2 separate regions of the Mus musculus genome follow, and region 1 is linked to region 2. Evidence: chromatin contacts called from public promoter capture Hi-C data. All regions are on one chromosome and are shown on one strand. The core of a region is the stretch at or near the end of the contact, and the rest is flanking DNA. Distances in the headings are between cores, read along the strand shown.

The links. Promoter capture Hi-C pulls out the DNA fragments that hold promoters and counts their contacts.
Region 1: a contact with region 2 is called in a promoter capture Hi-C map of hippocampal neurons, with 2.6 times the contacts expected there. The contact joins two enhancer-like sites. A contact is called at or near these places in 1 of 39 promoter capture datasets (hippocampal neurons), 1 of 484 Hi-C or Micro-C datasets (embryonic stem cells) and 3 of 115 datasets of contacts at active chromatin or transcription factors (cardiomyocytes, embryonic stem cells and pancreatic cancer cells).

What each region holds. Positions count from the first base shown.
Region 1 is chr7:113,249,343-113,252,306 of GRCm38.p6, reverse strand. The region is part of intron 2 of Arntl (aryl hydrocarbon receptor nuclear translocator-like); the gene reads right to left. The region is part of intron 2 of Gm33721 (a long non-coding RNA gene); the gene reads left to right. Among named protein-coding and RNA genes, the nearest start is that of Gm33721, 11 kb to the left of the region's middle. Within about 2 kb of position 1,441, at least 130 of the 459 cell types and tissues checked have an H3K27ac peak or open chromatin away from gene starts, as enhancers often do. A contact at or near this core is called in hippocampal neurons and pancreatic cancer cells, where this site is marked.
Region 2 is chr7:112,662,117-112,665,202 of GRCm38.p6, reverse strand. No RefSeq gene overlaps it. Among named protein-coding and RNA genes, the nearest start is that of Gm40451, 11 kb to the left of the region's middle. Within about 2 kb of position 1,737, at least 145 of the 459 cell types and tissues checked have an H3K27ac peak or open chromatin away from gene starts, as enhancers often do. A contact at or near this core is called in hippocampal neurons and pancreatic cancer cells, where this site is marked.

The DNA of each region.
Region 1 (2,964 bases), core at 192-2,691, 590 kb before region 2:
TGACTAATGGTGTCCATTGTAACTCATTCTTCCTACCCATCAAAACTATTCAACTCCCTTAGTGTCTTTGTCTTCTAGGATTGTGACCCCCACTCCACCCCCAGAGGTGCAAAACACAAATCAGTTTAGTCATTGGTCCTGAGTGTCTGTCACACAAAAGGGCACTGTTGGGAGCTTAGGAAGCTTGGAGCTCCCCCCACCCCAGTACCCCTTCTGCTGTGACTTACTTTAATCTGGGCAGCATCCCCTCTGGAATAGTGATTACAGTATGGTGGGACTGAACCTGAGGGTCTCTGCAGATCCTCCTGGCTTTAGCTACAAGACCACAGCCAAAAATGCACAGGCTTTGGGCTTCCTGAGACTACAGGGTAACATTCACCCAGTGCTGGGCCCACAAGACAACACAACCCCAGTGGTTCCTCAGGGTGGCACAGATCTGCTGCTGCAATGAGCCAGACTCCTGAAATGGGTGGTTAGAATATTGGGATCTGTGTGTGTGTGTGTGTGTGTGTGTGTGTGTGTGCAGCTAAGTATAAGGGACAATGAAGAGTGATTTTTATCTCCCTCCGAGGACGCAGAAGTGCGCCACGCTATATTTATCCCTTCTGTCTCCTGATTTAGACCAGAAGTTTTTCCTGATCAGTCCTCACTTGCCAATACTTTCACTCTACATCTAAATGAAGAACCGAAGTCATGTAAGTTCACAGACTCAATGGACAGCTGATTTACAAAGCCCTTCGAGAGTGGCTGCAGGCTGATGCTGGCAACCCCATAATTAGATTCTGCAAGCTTTGCAGTGATTTTTTTAACTGTTTTTTTAATAACTCAGTCTTCCTTCTGGGATGAAGGGAAAGATAGAATTTGTTAAAATTAAATTGAGATTTAGTGGCTTTTCAGCCTTCTGCTGCTCGGTGCTCTAAATATTCTATAAATAAGAGAAGCCCTGCCCTATAGTGCACTGTAAACACCCACAGACACTCAGAGCCAAATTCTTCCAATTATGACCCTGTGCCTGTTGCCAAGCTACTGCAAGGACCTACTTGAAAGGCAGCCATCTAGGCCATTTCCTGATTAAGCTGCCTGTAGCAAGGAATCCAGGCCTGCTGCTCTGGCCTCACAGCCAGTCCCAAATAACAGATCTGTGTTCCTGAATTAAGCCTTTTCCTTGTGATAGAATTACAATTCAAAGGTTACTGCAAAACTCACTATGCGCCCAACCATCCTTTGGCCTGGGCTGGGTGTCCATTTAAGATGGAGGGCTGTCACACTGAGACTTTTAAAATCAGGCAGCCGAAGTGCAGTCCCAGCAGCATTTCTAATTGTGTTCAACAAATCAAGGTCAAACAAAAGTAGGTCAGCTGTCAACATGACAGGTGAGTCAGATACTGCAGGCCCTGCTGTACAGCTGCTTCGTGAACAGCAGGGGGCACCACTACCCAGTGCAGAGACTCAAATGGTCCTTCAACAAGTCCTCACCACACCCTAAGCAGTGGTGCATGGGGCAGGGTCCTGGGTTTACTGATTAGCAGCTCAAACATCAGTGCTTTCTGGCATTCACCAGACTGCAGAGCCCTTAAAGGACTGCCTAAGAAGCAGTCTGTGAGCGCCATGTGTCACTGAGATTACTTCCAGCTCCTTAGAAACCAGGATGCTCCAAGCAGTGTGGAGCAAAATGAGCTCAGGCTAGAATAGAAGCAATCTGCCTCCCAACAGGAGGCTCCCTGCTCGCTGGTGGCTCACTTGGGTGTGGACTCAAAGGGCATCATCTGAGGCCAGTGAGATGCTCTGGGAGCCAGTTCCCACCCCAGAAGGGAAGGATCCACTCTGAATGGCAGCCTCTTGGTGAGCTGGCACCTCTCAAAAGAGAACTGAGGTGTTAATGTGGGCCGGCTCCCAAAACTCATAGTGTAGACCAATATAGTTATAGGGACAGGGTTTCGAAGTGGACCTCCAGGAATGCTGGGAAGCGGGGGCCACAAAGCACTGAACCCCTTCAGAGAGGCCTCAAACCAAAGTGGTCCTTTCCACCATTGTATGTGTCACAGGGTTCTATTATCTATTAACTGTTAACATGTACATATGAGTGTTTGCTCTTAGCCCCTGAGCATTAGGTCAGAGACACTCTCTCTGCTTTGCTTGGTTCCCTCGGCAGAGTCACGGCAACATCTCTGGCCTTCAGTGAGTACTCTGTACATACCCACAGAGGAAATGAGCATGTGCACAGACCTCAGCAGGGGTCTGGAACAGGAGAGCCCCCATGCAATGCTATGAAACTGGTCTTTGTGCACAATGGGATAAAGCAAAGTTCAGGGAGGGTGCCTGTCTGCTCATCTTTAGTAAGCAATGGGGATGAATTTGAAAGCCAGGCATGCAACATTCCAACCCTGCTTCTACAGTGAGCACCCACGGCTTTTAGAATCTAGAAGCAGCAAAGAGTAACAACCTTTGAGGAGGAACCCACTCGTCAGGAAGAACTTTTCCATCAACCACCTAATTAATATACGCCAGGCTCAGCTCCTGCAACCCAAATCCAGGTCCCGACCCATCTTCAGAAGCACTGACAACCACAGCCGGAGCAGGGTGGAGAATTCTGGGCCTCCTCTCTGGTGGTGACAGTCATCATAGCCGTCGCTGTTAGCAACAGCAGGCTACTCCACGGTTCTCTGGAACAGTTCCAAAGAAAGGCCCGCAGGCAAGTCTGGGCCTGGCAGTGGTAAGGTCCTTGGAATTTGCCGTTTCCCAACCCAAGAATCAGACACTTGAATAGATAAGAGGGAGAGAGGGGAACACAATGTTTAAAACTGAAATCCCCCAAGTCTTTAAGTTGACAAGTGGCAACTGGAGTTGACCTGAATTGAGAACATTAATCTCTGCAGAAGCTAAGTTTATCCCCATTATAATCTATACACCACAACAACACTCCAATCCATCTGATATTTTGGGCCGAGCACCCCCACGCACACC
Region 2 (3,086 bases), core at 488-2,987:
CTCATGCCTTTAATCCTAGCACTCAAGAGGCAGGGGATAAGATTCTAACGTTAATGTGGAGAGAAACATGACCCACAGAATCTGACACTACAGAAAAGACAGACTGCCTGTGGAGGGTGGTTTACTCTCACACTGTGTAGTGGTCTAAATAAGAATGGCCCCATAGGCCCATATGTTGGAATATTTGGTCCCCAGCTAGTGGAACTGTTTGGGAAGGATTAGAGGGTGTGGTCCTGTTGGAGGAGGTGTGTCACTGGGCTGGCTTTGAGGTTTCAAAAGATTCACAGCATTTTGAGCTAGTGTTCTTTACCTCATGCTTGAGGTGGGAGGTGTGAGCTCTCAATTGTTCCTGCCAGAAAACATCTGCTCTGCCATGATGGACAACAATGCTCTGAAACTGTAAGCACAATCGTACCCGTCTGTTCATAAGTTACCTTGGTCACGGTATTTTACCAACAGCTATCAAAAAGTAACACAACTTATGACAACTCTAATGCTCCCTAGAAGGCTTCAGTAATCAAGGCAGTGTGGTGTTGGTGAAAAAATAAGCAAGGTAGTACCAAGCCAGACCCAGAGAAAGGTGATCAGCCTGTCTTTGACAAAGACACCAAGTCCACTGGATGGAGAAAGTATGGACTTTCAACAAATGATGCTAGAACCTTTAACAGTCATATGCAAAAGAACCCTAGTGGGCTGGAGATTAGGAGACTGGAAAGAAAGGAGTGAAGTCATTCCAAAGGAAGTGGGAAGAAAAGAAAGCTGGAAGAAGTTTATAGGGCAGGAAATTCTTGGGGCAGAATTTGACCTATAAATAAATCTCTGCACATGCTACCAATGTTAACCAGAGTTAGGGACATTGAAGACCAGAATTCAGTTCCCAGCACACTCCTGTTTTTTTACTTTTAGTATGGGGTGTGTGTGTGTGTGTGTGTGTGTGTGTGTGTGTGTGTGAGAGAGAGAGAGAGAGAGAGAGAGAGAGAGAGAGAAGGGGGGTCTTACTCTGTGGCACTAGCTTTGAACTCACAACACCTCAGCTTCTAGAGTGCTAACATTACAGCAATGAAGCAATATGCCCAGTTTGTAATTCACACACAACTACACACAGGCACACACACAAAATTGGTTTTATTTTTCTGTATTGGTATTTTGCCTCTACGCACACACATGCATCTTGTGTATCCCTGGTGCCTGAGGTCAGAAGGCAGCATTGGATCCTTGGAAGTCGAGTTACAGTCAGATTTGAGCTGTCATATGAGTAATGGGAATTAAACCAGGTCCACTAAAGGAACAGCCAGTGCTCTTAACCACTGAGCTGACTCTTCAGGCCCTGTAATTATTTTCTTGATAGTTGGAGTTGTGCATGATGTCTAGGGTAGAAGGGACTGTCACCCTAGTTCTCTCAGAAGGTGGTGGCAAGGAGCTGGGTATGATGCAGGACTCTAGGCTGTGTTAGCTCTCCGTCTCACAGTGAGCCTGTGGTTTTAGGCTGTGAACATCACAAATACTTCCCAGCAAGTCCCGTTGGTTTGGGCAACAGACAGGAGTGGGCTGGGTATGGTTCTTGCCCATGTGCAGGATTAGAAGGAGCTGGAATTCAGTATTTCTTTTCTTCCCCGTGGAAGGCGAGAGCCAGCTGGAGTTGAGCGTCTCCCCTTTCCCTGTCATTTCTGCTTTGCTAAACCTCCAGCTGGTTCAGCTCTAGTTAAATCATTTCTCCCGGGGGCAGGAGTTGCTAAGAAGATTGGAATGTGCTTGGTATTTCAACATGGTTTCTCTTCTCTCTCTACCAGAAGCACTGGGGGTGGGGGTGGCATTTCTCAGACAGTCACCATGAGAACCTATCAGAGCTCCAGGATGCAAAATTCACAGGAGTCTGGGAGCCCCAAGAACGGGGTGTCCCTGGAGTTTTCATCTCCCAGGCTTGCCCACGCGGCGCCTGCAGTATTTTATCAACCTAGTGCAGATGTGCTCAATCCTGGCAGAACCACTAGGGAAGTTTCAGCTTTTGGATTCCAGACCTGGTAAGATGTGACTCTCTTGTGTTTGCTTATAAGTCTCTCCAATTTGGGAGCAGAGGCTTGCTATATGACCTCACTTCTCTAATGGACCTTGGAAGAAGGGGTTGAATTTCCAATTTACTTAGCTTTTTGTCATTGTGAGGAGGGAGGCTTCTGGCTTTTTACATGCCAGACCGGAAACGTAGCTTTTACGTTGGATGCTTATGTGGATTACAGTCTGCTCTCATAGTTCAGGAAGTTTACATTGCTCCACAGTCAGCTATGGGCTCAGAACTTCCTCTCTGAGGGCTCCACAGAGGTTGAAATCCTGTGTATGTATGTATAGTCTTCCAGACTTCCAGTGGTTTTGCGTGACTTTTATTTTTAAGCTCAGCCTCTTAGTAGCTGCCCCTCTGGGGCAAAGGAACTTATTACTCAGACTGGCTTTAAGCAGCCTATTCAAGCAAAACTTCACCTTGTAATGATGACCTGTGTGAAGCCCAGGGGTATCCTTCACGCCCAGCCCCACATCCTACATGTGGGGTAGCCTTGAGCATGTGCAATGTCTCAGTGTTGACTCAGTCACAGCGGGCCTCTTGCCCTGGTTCTGTCAAACTTCTGTCTCTTCTGTTGGTTTGCTCACGTTACTGAGCAAGCGGCCTCCTTCCTCTTTGTCATCTTTCACCTCATCTTCAAGGTCTCCATGCTCTCAGATGGTGCAATGGTTTGAATGAGAGTTCCTGTGTAGGCTCATAAATTTGCATGCTTAGTCACCAGTTGGTAGAAGTTTGGGAAGAGTTAGGAGATGTGGCCTTGTTGAAGGAGGTATATCACTGGGGGTAGGCTTGGGGGTTCCCAAAAAGCTCACTCTGGGCCCCTTCTCCCCACCTCCTACTTCCTCCTCCCCCCTCCCACCCTACCCCCACCCCTACCTACAGATGAGGATGTGTAGTTCTCAGCTACTACTGCAACGCCATGTCTGTCTATCCTTGGCATGATGTTAATAGACTGACTCTCTAAAACTATAAGCCATCTCCCAGTTAAATGATGTCTTTTATAAGAGTTGCCTTGGTCATGGTGTCTCTTCAC